Linked DNA regions of Mus musculus: all the other regions are linked to region 3. A link is a contact called in public Micro-C and promoter capture Hi-C data. All regions are on one chromosome and are shown on one strand. Each heading gives the region's core, a stretch centred on a gene start, on an enhancer-like site or on the middle of the called end of the contact. The rest is flanking DNA. Distances are from core to core; before and after follow the strand shown.

What was found. Promoter capture Hi-C pulls out the DNA fragments that hold promoters and counts their contacts. A called contact is a pair of places that touch in the nucleus more often than the background predicts.
Region 1: a Micro-C map of embryonic stem cells shows a contact between it and region 3, with 1.7 times the contacts expected there. The contact joins the enhancer-like site here to the promoter of Hnf1b in region 3. A contact is called at or near these places in 2 of 484 Hi-C or Micro-C datasets (both in embryonic stem cells), 2 of 115 datasets of contacts at active chromatin or transcription factors (bone marrow-derived macrophages and pancreatic cancer cells) and 1 of 9 other capture datasets (macrophages).
Region 2: a promoter capture Hi-C map of hematopoietic stem and progenitor cells shows a contact between it and region 3, with 2.2 times the contacts expected there. The contact joins the enhancer-like site here to the promoter of Hnf1b in region 3. A contact is called at or near these places in 4 of 39 promoter capture datasets (hematopoietic stem and progenitor cells, hippocampal neurons, pre-B cells and 1 more) and 1 of 9 other capture datasets (pancreatic islet).

What each region holds. Positions count from the first base shown.
Region 1 is chr11:83,446,578-83,451,130 of GRCm38.p6, reverse strand. Mmp28 (matrix metallopeptidase 28 (epilysin)) reads left to right here. Exons shown (of 8, transcript NM_001320300.1): 4 at 3,387-3,611. It overlaps Gm51913 (a long non-coding RNA gene), which reads right to left. Exons shown (of 2, transcript XR_003949748.1): 2 at 837-3,751. Among named protein-coding and RNA genes, the nearest start is that of Gm51913, 4.5 kb to the right of the region's middle. Within about 2 kb of position 2,945, at least 58 of the 459 cell types and tissues checked have an H3K27ac peak or open chromatin away from gene starts, as enhancers often do. A contact at or near this core is called in embryonic stem cells, where this site is marked.
Region 2 is chr11:83,548,804-83,553,699 of GRCm38.p6, reverse strand. No RefSeq gene overlaps it. Among named protein-coding and RNA genes, the nearest start is that of Ccl5, 21 kb to the right of the region's middle. Within about 2 kb of position 2,874, at least 95 of the 459 cell types and tissues checked have an H3K27ac peak or open chromatin away from gene starts, as enhancers often do. A contact at or near this core is called in hematopoietic stem and progenitor cells, where this site is marked.
Region 3 is chr11:83,849,566-83,853,951 of GRCm38.p6, reverse strand. Hnf1b (HNF1 homeobox B) reads right to left here and starts at 3,083. Exons shown (of 9, transcript NM_009330.3): 1 at 2,560-3,083. The coding sequence starts at 2,903. Gm12576 (a long non-coding RNA gene) reads left to right here and starts at 3,321. Exons shown (of 4, transcript XR_388929.3): 1 at 3,321-3,445; 2 at 3,673-4,386.

The DNA.
Region 1 (4,553 bases), core at 1,696-4,195, 400 kb after region 3:
CAGTCAAGCTGTTGTCTGTAGTTTTCGATTATATCTTGTTGCCATTATCTCCAAAAGAGTCTATTCTTCTTCATAACACTTGTCAACCAAGATGTGATCCACTTTTATTTTGTTCATAGCATTGTTTTTTTTTAAAAAAGAAAAACAACTAGTTTTATTTAGAATTAACACACCATGCAATTTACCCATTTAAAGTATCCAATTCAATGCAGTTTAGTATATTTGTAGAATTGTCCAACCATTACCACAAGCTAATCCCTCCTTCCAGAACGTTTAGTTTTCCTCTGAAGAAATACCATGCCCATTAGCAGTTAGCTCCTCATTGTGCACTGCTGCCAGCCCTGGCAACCACTAATCTGCTGTTCTGTCTATTTTGAACATTTCATCACAGCCCATTGTGTACTCTGCCCAGTTTCTCCTGTTGGAAGCTGCCCTGTGTTCTCTCCCCTTCCTGCTACTTCCTTTCCAGAGGGGGATTTGAACCCAGAGCCATGAGTGATGCCTCTGACCTATATCACAGTCCTTCTCTCTTCTCCTTCCTCCTTTCCCTCCTCTCCCTCTCTCACAGCAGGCCAGAGCAGAGAGGACACTGGAGTCTGAGGCTTGAGGCTCCAATATCAGTTGTCAGTTGTCACAACCAAGTCATGGTACTCAGTTCTGATCCTTCCTCCTCCCTCACACAAGGGTCAGTCCTTCCTGGGTTGCAAAGGAGAGCCATCCCGGACTACCAAGTGCTAGATAACCCGTGGGCATGCAGTGGGAAGTGAGCAGGCCCAGAAACACTTGAGCCTGAGTTCTGGGGTTGCTTCTTTCTGGCTGGGTCTTACCTTCTCCTACTCCCAAGGTAGGAGCTAACTTAGTGCATTCATAGCTAGCAGTTGGGACTACCTGATTGTCAGAGAAATGCGGGATGCCTAGATAAAATTGAACTCAGATGAGTAATAAGGAACTGTATTTATATTTTCATGTTCAAATTTTACTGGGCATACTAGATTCATATGTTCTGCCTCTGGACCCTCGGGCCCAAGTACCTGCTCCTCTCTGTGCATGAAGGGCTGGTTTCTAGTTCACAGAGTTGGGAAGTTTTCCTTTCCTTCTCAGAGTTGGTGGGGTGAGGATGGGGTTGGTACATCAGAGTTGGAAAGGGAAATCAAAGCGAGTGGGCGTTTGCTAAGCCCTCGCCACATTTCAGACAGTTTCCTGATACCATTCCAAAAGGTAAGCCTTAGCAACACCACTGTACAGAGGGGGAAACTGAGGCCTGGAGAGATTCCACCAATTCCTGGGAGCTTGCATGTGCAGGACTACACTTTCTGCCTAGAACCCTTCCAATCATCAGTTGCCTGCTGGGACTCAGGACTCCACTATCCTTCCCGCCCCAAACTTCTAGCTTCCCCATTCCTGCCCTCCGTAGCTCCTGCCCTTCTCTAGTCCCTTTTGGGACCCTGGAGAGAGGGTGCAGCAGGCAATACCACATGCATAGGGCCTGGGGTTATGAAAAAACAGCCGTGGCCAGGCAGGACTTGAGACTAGGACCTCAAACTGGCAGGATCTCCTCGGGGCCAAGGTCAAAGAGGACAGGGTTTCAGCCTACCAGCACATGGGCAGTTCCTTCCTTCCTGGCCCCTCCCAAGGAAAGCACTCTTCTCCCCCTCCCCCAATTCCTGTTCCTAGTCATTCTCCCTACCCTTCCCCCACCCCACGTCACAGAGGATTCTTTTCTGGAGACCTATAACCTTCATTGGCCATTAAGATAACTACCACCCTCCCTCTTTCCTGCTGGGGGTGGAGAGGGGATGACCGCAGAAGGAGCCACCTGGTACCATTTGCTAGAAGGTTAAAGGTTTGCTTTGGTGATGGTGGTCTGGGAGAGTCTTAAGAGTTACAACAGGATGTAAGAAAGCCTAGTGCAGCTACTCTGTGTCCTGAGGGGATTTAAAGCAAGCAGCAGATTGTTCTTAGTAAAGAATGGACCTGTCCTAGGTAGACACCACAGGACCCCAGCCTTGCTTTCACCTTCCCTTGTCCCCCTCTCTCCCTCAAAATAATTCCCTCTTCACACCCTAAGGACTGGTCACTGGCTGAGAGGCAGTAGTTGGGTGGCTGCCAGGCCAAACATGCTCAAAGAGAAGCATTGCTTTGAATAGAGTGGGGCACACCCCACCCCCTCTCCCTGGGTAGAGAAGGGCCAGAAGGGACCTCCCTTCCATCTAGGGAAATCTCAGTCCTTGCTAAGCTTTGACCGACCAAGTGATGTTTAGGCACATGTATAGGCCTGGCATCTCTGCCGAGAGGATTGCTTGCTTATCTATGTGGTACAGTAGGAGTACTGGGCCGGGAAGGGGTGCGGGGAGGGGGTGTCCAACTCAGTTCCTATCTCACTCTGCAGCTGTGGGCAGCTCCCCCCCCCCCGGGGGGGTCACAGGCATCCAAGTCTGGACCCCAGGAATCTTGCCTGAAAGCGATGAGGCTTCCATTTGGGATTTCAGACTCTGAGGTTTAGGGCCCAGGGGCCATCCCTGACAAACCCAGAAGCCAGACATTCTGGCTACTCTGCTCCTGGCTGCACGGCAAACGCAGATGGGTCCAATGTAAATGAATGACCTAGGGCTGCAGCAGAGGCCAGAGTCCCAGCCTTCAGGGAGGATCTGAGGCTTGGGCCAAAGGGAAAGCAACTTAAGAAAGAAGAGATGGAAAACTTATTTGGGCCTGTGACAAAACACACCCTTTGTTCTTATTTGTCTTCAACTCGGGAGCTCTCCAGAGTCCCCGGAGAAGCGGGGAAGGAGGTCAAGGAACTTGCATATATGGGGGTTTTTTGTTGGTTTTTTTTCTTTTGGTTGTTGGCCAGCTGCCGGCCCTAGATTCTGGCAAGTCCAGAGTGGAGCCTCTGGGAGGTGGCAGGAGACTGTGAGGGTGGATAGAGCGCCTGAGGCAGGCACAGCTGTGACCTCAGTGACCCCTACTGTCTCTCCATCCGGACACTGAGGTTGGGCCTCACAGAGTGACTGTCAGTCAGCAAGAGGCGTGTAGCTTCCTCAGACTCAGCCTAGGCTGTGGAAAAGAGTGAGACCGGACACCAGGAGTTCAGACTGATCCTTGAAGGGGGCCTTTTCCTGGAAGAAGCGACATCTCTATCAGCAGACCTCCCAGGCCAATAAATTGGAGATGCTCCTGGGGAAGGGTGGTCTGCCCAGGGCGAGAGCTCCCTTCAGCAGTGACATATCTTTCTGCCTATCAAATGGGAGGCTGGCTGCTCAAGGCAAGAGCTGAGTGCTCCCTATCAGATAAAAGGTCTCCCTGGGGCAGGGCCAACCTATCCTACTGGGCCTGTGGGGACCAGCCTCTGCAGCCCGTATGACTCACATGGCCTTTCTGGGTGGCAGGTAACAAATGGTACAAGCAGCATCTTTCCTACCGCCTGGTGAACTGGCCTGAGCGCCTGCCCGAGCCAGCTGTTCGAGGGGCCGTGCGCGCTGCCTTCCAGCTGTGGAGTAATGTGTCAGCACTGGAGTTCTGGGAAGCCCCAGCCACGGGCCCTGCCGACATCCGCCTCACCTTCTTCCAAGGAGACCACAATGATGGGCTGGCCAACGCCTTCGATGGCCCAGGTGCTGTCCCAAAGCCTTCTTCCACACAGCAAGGGGGTTGCTTGCCTAGGAAAGGCAGCCTGAGGGTGGCAGTGGAGTTTCCATTCTTGAAAGCACAGCCAAAACAGGTTCTCCTCCAAAAGGACCACCTATCACTTCATCTGTAAAATAAGAACAACAGGCCCTGCCCACGGTGTACCTCATGGCTGAAAGGACAGCCAGATAAGGTTTGGTGTAGAAAGCACTTTGCTGACTCTAGAGTATGCTGGGTTCTTGGAGAACATTCAGGAATCCTGTCAATTCCTGCTTCTAGACAGGCCTGTGCTTCTGCTGTTCTCCAGAGTCGGCTTTCATAAGATATCCCGAGTCCCCCATCAGCCCCTTCCTCCCCTGTCCCCTGATAACCAGGAGCCTTTACCCTACATTCACAGAAGTGCTTCAGAGATCATAGCCACAGCCGGGTCCATTTGTCCCCAGCCGGAAGGCTTCCTCTGCAGTGTGAGCCATTCTCCCATTCTGCTCCGCACTGGCCTTCCGAATCTGGCTATGCGCTATTTGCGCTCCTCGGTGAGAGCTGAGCAGGCTGAGCAGTGCTGGACACAGCTGATGTTCCTCCTGCCCTTGTCAGTCCCTGCCGACCTGGGCTCCTAGAAGGCGATGCTGAAAGGACTCTTGATGAGCTAACATTGTCACAGTACCATTTGCTAACCTCTGTCAGGGTCACCTGCCTCATTTGAAGGTGTATATGAGGGCCACGACCTAGAAGCCACATCTAGTTATTTCTGCGGGGACCCAGACATACCTGTGACAATCACTGAAGAGCTGACTGTCTCTGCTCACCACTACAATGGGCAGGGTGAGAGGCCTAGAGGAGTCCTGGCAGGGGGAAGACACATGTTTACAGGAAACTAGATATATCAGCCAGGCGTGGTGGCACACACCTGGAACCCTGGCATTACGGTG
Region 2 (4,896 bases), core at 1,625-4,124, 300 kb after region 3:
ACTTCACCCCTTCTTAGAATTGGAAACAAAACACCCATGGAAGGAAATACAGAGACAAAGTTTGGAGTTGAGACGAAAAGATGGACCATCCAGAGACTAATCCAACCGGGGGTCCATCCTATAATCAGCCACCAAATGCAGACATTATTGCATATGCCAGCGAGATTTTGCTGAAAGGACCCTGATATAGCTGTCTCTTGTGAGGCTATGCCAGTGCCTGGCAAACACAGAAGTGGATGCTCACAGTCAGCTATTGGATGGAACACAGGGCCCCCAATGGAGGAGCTAGAGAAAGTACCCAAGGAGCTGAAGGGGTCTGCAACCCTATAGGTGGAACAACAATATGAACTAACCAGTACCCACAGAGCTTGTGTCTCTAGCTGCATATGTAGCAGAAGATGGCCTAGTCGGTCATCATTGGGAAGAGAGGCCCCTTGATCTTGCAAACTTTATATGCCTCAGTACAGGGGAAACACCAGGACCAAGAAGTGGGAGTGGGTGGGTAGGGGAGGGGGTGGTGGGAGGGTATAGGGGACTTTCAGGATAGCATTTGAAATGTAAATGAAGTAAATACCTAATAAAAATTGGAAAAAATTAATGACAGTAATTTAAAGTCTTGTTTCCTATTTCGTCATGCTTTTATCTTAACATCAGGGAAAACTAACACTAAAGACCTTTTGAAAGCCCACATGAAAATCACTGCCGTAGTATCTTCCTAAAATAAATACATATATATAAAGAGTTGTAAGTGAAGATACCGTGTAATAGGAGAGATAATACCCCAACGAGGCATCACATGCTACCAAACTAAAAACCCCAGTGGCAGCAGTGGCAGGAATGGGTTACATCTTTTTGAGTAGTTTGCCCTAGGAGTCCCATAGACTCCCCCAACATTACAAGCTTGGTTATTCTTTACAACACTAAGGCACCATGGCTGAGGATACCACATCCTTACATTACAGAACGTGGAGAAATCGAATTGATACTCATCTGGGAGCTTCCCCTCTTCTGGCTCTGAGGCTAAGGACCTGAGACAAGATAGGCCATGGGAAAAACCTACTACTACTACTACTCTGTTAAATAAACATAGTCATAAAACGAGCCCTAATGACATATTGCTATAGCCATAGATTAGCGCGCCACTCAACTCCTCAGAGAGGCTTCTGGAAGTAGATGGTAATTAAAACAGAGGCTCACAGTGTGGGAAGCCATTGCAGAGTGGCAGTTACAGAGTGGCAGTTACAGAGTGGCAGTTACAGAGGGGCAGTTACAGAGTGGCAGTTACAGAGTGGCAGTTACAGAGTGGCAGTTGGCTACTGCTGGCCACCACACATACACAGGCAGTAAAGGTTCTTTTGCCAAGATGAGGTTTTGAGAATTAACCAAAGTTAACCAATCAGATGAGAGACAAGTTAACCAATCAGATGTGAGACACGCCTCTCCTAGGCATATATAAGCAGCACCAGTTCTGGGCTTGGGGTCTCTTTGCCTCTGCAATCAAGCTCTCCCAATAAACGTGTGCGGAAGGATCCTGTTGCAGCGTCGTTCTTCCTGGCCAGTCAAGCGCGCGCAAGATCACAGCTGGACAACATGCAAACAGTGAAAGGATCGGAGTCAGCACAGGAACACCGAGACCAAGTCCTCAGCACAAAGGAGATTTATTTACCTCAGAGGGACAGAGGGCAGGGAATAAGAGACAAGGACATGAGATAGAGAATAAGGGAGAAGGGGAAAAGAACAAGGGAGAGGAGGGAAGGGGTATTTGCCCCAGAGGGCCAAATGACTGCCTCTGGCTAAAGAGGAGACAGAAGTAGCCCATAGGTAAATGACAGTTCATAAAGGGAAAAGGGGAAACCCTGAGTTAGGACGACTTGGCAGGTGTGGTGGCTTGAATATGTTTGGCCTAGGGAGTGGCAGTATTAGGTGGTGTGGCCTTGTTAGAGTGGGTGTGGTATTGTTGGAGAAAGTGTGCCACGGTGCGGGTAGGCTTGGAGACCCTCCTCCTAGCGACGTGGGAGCCAGTCTTCTGTTTGCCTTCAGAACAAGATGTAGAACTCTCAGCTCCTCCAGCACCATGCCTGCCTGGATGCTGCCATGCTTCATGTCATGATGATAATGGAAACTTAGAACCAGTAAGCCAGCCCTAATTCAATTAAACCCTAATTAAATGTTCTTTATAAGAGTTGCCCTGTCATGGTGTCTCTTTACAGCAGTAAAAACCTAACTAAGAGAGTAGGTTGTTGTTGGTTTTTTTTTTTGTGGGGGGGGGGGGGGGGTTTCGAGACAGGGTCTCTCTGTATAGCCCTGGCTGTCCTGGAACTCACTTTGTAGACCAGGCTGGCCTCGAACTCAGAAATTCGCCTGCCTCTGCCTCCTGAGTGCTGGGATTAAAGGCGTGCGCCACCACGTCCAGCTTTTCTCTGCTTTTCATTATGACTCTCTCTCTCTCTCTCTCTCTCTCTCTCTCTCTCTCTCTCTCTCTCTCTCTCTCTCTCTCTCTCTGTTTTGCTTTCAATACATCCCGACCACAGTTTCCCTTCTCTCCACTCCTTCCTCTCTCCCTAACTCCACCTCCCCTCTCCCCTAACTCCACTCCTCTTCTAGTTCTCTTTAGGAAAGAGCAGACCTCCTGGAATATCCTCTGAACATGGCCTAAAAGACACAGTAAGTCCAGGCATGACCCCTCATGTAAGGGCTGGGTGAGACAGCCCAATAGGAGGAAAGGGTCCCAAGAGTGAGAGATGAGAGTGTCAGAGACACCCCACTCCCATTGCTAGGGGTCCCACAACAACACCGAGCTAACAGCCACGTATCATATATGTAGAGGACCTAGTGCAGAAGAGCCACGCAAGCTCCACGATCGCTGCTTCAGTCTCTGTGAGCCTCCATGAGCTCTGCTTTGTTGAATGGCTTGCCTCTTTAGCCGGGTGTCTTGAGAGCTTGTTGGGGTAACCGGGATCCAGGCTTTGACCTTAAAAATCTCTAGTAATGTGACATCAATTAAAGCTGCCATTGAGGGTAGATATAATTCGTTAAAACCTTAGTAGAAACTATGTGGTATTTCTGGACAGTGGCCCAAAGGAAGGAACCTGGAGCAACAGTCACCACTGGAGAATAGAGGGGAACCACAGAAAAGAGAAGCCAACAGAGGGGAAATCCCAAATTCTTTGTACACACTTAGTCTAAGCTTCTGGCTTGAACCAAACAAACTTCAGTTAGACTGAAAGCATTTGGCAGCGAAAGAAATAGACCAAGATCTGAGCCGCTATCCACGACAGGGTGCAGTTTGAACCCGAGCTTGTGGTCTGGTGAGACAAAGACAGAAACTCATCAGAGCAGTGCGGTAGAATCTCCAGAGTCACCACCATACTCACAGAGTCACCCCCATACTCACTTGTCCAAGATAAGATCCAAAATGACTCAACAGGAAGTGAGACCCAACCTCAAGCAACAGAGATAAGGGCATCACCAGGGAGGAACTATAAAGCTGTAAGAAACAAAAGCCCAGCCAGTGAGATGGCCCAGGGGGTTGAAACGCTTGCCCCCAGGCCTAACAACCTGAGTTCCATCCCTAGAGCTCTCATGATGGAAGGAGAGAAATCAACTTTTGAAAATTATCCTCTGACTTCCACATGCTGTGCTATACAAATAAATAACTGTGAAAAACCACTCTTACTTCTGAAGCCTACCATAGACCTGCTTGAGTGATTTAAAAATATAGACTGGGCTTTAATGCATTGCTCATCCAGGAAAACAAATGCTGAGTAGCCTGCCCCACTGCCAATCACCCCCCCCCCCACGTCAGACTCCAGTATCAATGTTCTTCAGGTGGGTTACACACAGAAGTCACGAAACACAGCACAGGCAAGGATGGAAGCCAGAGAGCTATGTGCTGCCTTCGCACACATCTCCCACAAGGCACTGGTGTACAGCACAAGAGTGCGTATCACACAAACCTCAGTTCAAATCCCAGCCCCATCACTCAGGACATAAAGGCTAGCAACTGCAAACCCCCAGTGTACAAAAGGATTCATCTCACTTGACCCCAGGTCGCACCCTCTAAACCTGACCTGAGCTCTACTAATCGTGGCCAAAAGAGCTAGTGTGCTGAAGACCAGCAGGCCAGCCAAGGCCTACCTTTCTGTGGTGCTAACAGAGACACTGAGAGATGCAGTCTCGTCTGTGCATGTACTTAACTAGCCGATTGACCAAACCAAGAGTCATGGCTGAGTCTTGAATCACAAGTGAAAAGAGTGGATGTACTAGTCAGTTGCTGAGAGGCGTGATAAATTGGAACCCTGATCTATTTACCACAGGGAAATCTGTTACGTTCTGGGAAAATCTGTTATGTTCTCAGTTTCACTGTCCCCAATCTTGAAAATAGTCCCTAGATGACAAGCTTGTGGAGTGAAGTTTCAATACAGATAAACAGGCTGCAGGACATATCACTCCAGGGGATGCTATCCCAAACAGACCTCTTTGGCACAAGGATTACCTTGTTGTTATTATTTTGGGGAACAGCAGGCACAGGTGGACAAGAAAAGGACCCTTTTGTAAGAGAAATTCACAGCTAGACAAGAGAAACTCTATACACGGGGGGCGGGGGGCATATCTCTGTATCAGAATACCTAATCAACAGAGAAACACCAGCGTAAAGCTGCATTTCAACTTACAATTCCCAGGTCACACTCCATCACTGGGGGAAGTCAGGGCAGGACCTGGGGGCCTCTCAGGGGTGCTGGTACCAGCTAGCTCTTTGTGCTTGCTCAGCCTGATTTCTTTCTTTTTAAAAATATTATTTATTTATTTATTATTCATTTTCTGTGTATGGGTGTTTTGTCTGCGTGCATGTATGTCTGTGCACTGTGTGCTTGCCTGGTGCCTGGCAACTGGAGT
Region 3 (4,386 bases), core at 1,834-4,333:
AGGGGAATTAACAGCGAGATGATTAAGAAAAAAGAAAAACAAAACAAAAGAAAAACCGTTGAGACAAAACCTTCAGGCCCTGAATTAAAAATATTTGAATTGGGGGTTAAGATGGCGTAGTTATATCTTAAAAAACAAAAAAAAAAAAAAAAAACCTGAAAAACTAAAAAAAAAAAAACTTCTCGGATCCCAGAATGCCCCGCATATTCCCTACGGAAGAGAGCTCTGAGGCCCAGGTAAAGAGTTATTGGGAAATACAGTTTCCTCCCTAGGAGAAACTCGCTGTAGCGAGGAGCGCTCGGCCTTTGTAGAGCCAGCGCAGGTGTCAAAAGCAAACCCACAGTGGCCACAACGTCCAGCCCGCTCCTTCCTCAAGGGTGACTTTGCTTCCCAGGAGCAGAGACTCTCTGGGTCCCGGCTCGCGGGGAACCAGGGGCCTTGGTCCCTAGGTGGCCCACCAGGTCTCCTAAGCCCCTGGGGCACACCAGCCTCCGACCCGCAGCCGGGGAGCGCGCGACACCGCCGTTTGCAACCCTCCACTCTGGCCAGGTTCTTCCAGCCAGGGTAAAGGCGACCAGGCGCGCCACCGAGTGACCCTCCTCCCCCGCACACCTTTCTTTTCTTTCTGACTTACAGGGGAACAAGGGGGTGGAGCGGGAAGAGAAAAACAAAAGAGAGTGCCCGGTACCCTGCAGTCGGCTGCGCGGTGACCTGCGAGCCGCTAGCAATTTCTTGAAAAATTACTTTAATAAAGTCAGACGCTCCAGGCCCAGGGGAGGGAAGGCGGCACCAGCTTGCGAATGGGACAGAGCTTCAGGGTGTGCCCTGGGTCCTCACCCCAGCTAGAGTCTGGGCTCCTCTCCTTCTGCTCCCCATGGCTTGGGGGTGGGAAGAAGGCCCAGGTCCTAAGACCCCCGACTCAGAGACTCTGCGCCCGCAGAGCTCTGCGGGTGTCGGCTTCCCAGAGCAGCGCGGGGACCTGGGGGTGCGTCCCGTACCTCCGCGCGTGTGTCCGGCGAGCACCCCCTCCTGCGTTTTGATTTCCTTCCCTTTCTAAGCCGAGTTTACAACTTCACCAATGAATAACCCGCCTCTCTTTTCAACCTAATCACGTTTTGTGTACTTTCTGTTGATGATTTATAGGAATAAATTAATAACACCCCAACTCCACGTGCTGCAGTTTATGTTACATCTCCGCTCTGTCCAGCCCGGGGTGGGGACCACGGTGGAGAGGCGCCCTCGGCCTCCCGGGCTTCCCTAAGTCGGCTCCGAGGCGAACTAGACAGTGGCTCTCAGGAGGAAGGACCTAGGCCCCAGGGGGCTGGCGACGGGATGCCGGGTCCCTGAGCCAGGCCCCAGGATAAATTTTCTGCCAGCCTGCCGTCCCAAACCTTCCGAGGGGCTCGGTACCTCAGTCTGTACCCTCTACCCCTGACACCATCCAGGCCGCTAAACTCAGCCAGAGGGGGAAAAAAAAAATCATTGCTACGTGGAGAAACAGCAACGAAAGAAACCCAAGCTTTTAAATTAGAGCAAAATCATTTTAGGGGTTAAAAAAACAAAAAAAACAAAAAACTTTTAGAAGTCCTCCAGATTGCCTTGGCTAGAGGGCGAGCGGCCGGGTCCCCAAAGCGCAAATTCAAATGCAAGGTCATATCCCACCCCAAGCGCGCGCTGCAGGAGAGGAAGCCGAGCCAGGGAGGCCGCCACAGTCACTCCGGAACTCTGAAACTTTGAAGCCGCAGGGCTTAAGAGTCAGAGGCCACGCGAGGGGCTCCTTTCTGAAGCCAAGTGGCCCCGGAGCGACGCGCAGTCTAAGGGAGCCGCTTGGCTCCTTGGATAATTAGTAACTAGCTGTCAAAGCGTAGGCCCGGGCGAGAGGACCGGCAAGTGATCCCAGCCACCGGAGGGACCGCCAGCCAGCCTGGGCTCCCCTAAGCCTGCTGGGGTGTCGTTAGTGAGATGCGTACACGCCCACCTCTGCAAAAGGGCATGGTGGTCTTAGGAGCACCTATTCTCTCTCCCTTTGTTCATGGTTTCTTTTGCCCGGCACTGGTGACCCTACAACAAACTTTCCACTTTATAATTCTAAACTTGGCTCTGTAAGGACACAATCAGAGAACTTGCTTCCCAGGCCTCGGCCACTGATGCTGCCAGGTCTTTTGCAGAGAACTGCAGATCGCAGGGATTAATACGTGGCTTGGGGTTTGGGAAGTTTGGTGGGTCCGGGGGCAATTGCAGCCTTTTCGCTGCACCCACCAGCCCCTCTGGTCATGTGACCTAAGGCTCCGCACCTTCGGTTCTCGTGACTGGGTACCACCAACAAAGTGCCTGGGTCCAGGCTGCCCGCATAGGTGGAGGCAGACGAAGCCTGGGGGTTCCAGGTCGCCCGGTGGAGGGCCAGGTTCAATAGTTAGCAGAGAAGCGGAGTGCCCCCGGGCTATTTTTCCCGTGGGGAAGGGGCTTGGGGAGAGCAGTGTACACCTCATGCCTCCGGTGAGGGGCCGGGGACTCCAGAGACTGCTCGGGCTCCAGGGCGTACCTCGCTCGCTTGCCTACCTGAGCATCCGGTCCACCTCGGCCCGCTGCTCCGCGGCCTCCTCGGTGTTGAGCGCCTGGAGCTCTTTGAGGATGGGAGGAGTGTCATAGTCGTCGCCGTCCTCTGAGCCCTCGTCCCCAGACAAGCGGCCCTTGGCGTGGCCATTGGTGAGAGTATGGAAAACCGGCTTGGTGTCGAGATCCGCCCCGCTCCCGGGGGACAGGGGCAGTGTCTCCAGCTTCACCCCGAAATTCGGGGACGGCAGTAACTCCTCCAAGGCCTGGATCAGCACTTCCTTGGTGACTCCGGAGCTCAGCAGGGCACTCAGGAGTTCTTGCTGGAGCGACGTGAGCTTGGACACCATTTTCCAAGGACGGAAAAAGAAGGGGTTGAGGGGATGGGTGGGTGTGAGAGAGGAGGGTGGAGGGGAGTTTTACAAGAGAACTCCAAGTCCTGGAACCCCTCCACCCTTTAGCTTTCAGACACCTGTTACTCTCTGGGGTCCCGGAGACTCCTCCGAGAGGAGTCAGAAAACTTCTAACTTGCCATGATCTCCACCATTAGGCCATATAAGATATGCAAATGAGTGGGAAGGGCTCAGCTTTCGGCAAGATGCAAATGGTGGTGGGGAGGGGGGAAAAACCGAGAAAGTGGGAGAACCTAAGGGACAGTCCAACGGAGCGAGAGACTTGGGCCGGGATTGGGACTTGCCAGAGCCCATTCTACTCACGCTGGGGGGCTCCAAATCTTCTCTACCGATTCTGTTTATCAGCCAAACTTTAGGTGACCTTTGGACTGGTAAAGCAAGCGGCTTGCAGCCTGGGCTGGGTGGGGGTGGGGGACCTTTCCACTAGCGACAGGTTCGGCTTTAGTCCAGAAAGAAGAAACTGCGCTTCGGGGGTTCAGGTGAGAGAGCTGGACAAAGTTGGGGTGCCTTGGCAAGGGGGAGGGGGGGAGGGTGAGGAGAGCAGAAAGCCTCCAGGTTGTCTGCAGGTAGCAAGCCTGGAGATGTAGTCAGATGGTGGCGAATCAGATTCTTTGGGAATGGGCGCCAGGAATAAGAGTGGCTTTAGGCGCGGTTACAACGAATTGGAGGGACCCCATTTCTTTTTACCTCGGTTACTGCTCTCCAGGTCCTCCTCAGCTCCGCCTGGTAGTTTGGATTTGCCGGATTCCTGACCAGGACCGCGCGTTGTTAACGTGCTAGAGGCCTGCGGGACCCTTGAAAGGAGACGCCGATTCGTTTATGGCCAGAGGGAGTAGCGAAAGTGGAGCTCTGCCGCTGCAGGGCTCACCAGCTACCTGCCCCGCCAAGCCAAGGGGGAGCAGGACACCTGGAGCTCGCCTTCTGCCTAAACCCGGAACCCAACAGCGCCTGAGCTCTGCACCCAAAACTAGGGCTACGGAGTCTCCTTTCTAGTAGTGAATGTGTAGATTGACCTGTGGCTGGACCGACTGTTGCAGCTCTGGATTACCCAGGACCACTGTTTTGGTTCTTAATTCTAGGAAGTCCGTTGTACCGGGAGTTAAGAATCGCGCTCTATAAACACAAGTTCACTGTGGTGGTGGCAGGAGTCTTGTATGCCACCTAGAGCAGGCACCCCTAAAGCCACTGAAGAAAAAAAAATGTTTTTTCCCCCACCCAGGTCTGGTCCGGAAGGAAGCTCTGAGCCTTTCGGCACAGCACGGCAGGAGTTTCTGCCACATCTCCCCTGGGACCCGGAGAGGAAGCAAGGAGGCACAAGCCGCACCCAGACCTCCAGGCAGGGACCTGAGCTGCAGGGAAGGAAACTGCTTACACACACACACATACACACACACACACACACACACACACACACACACGC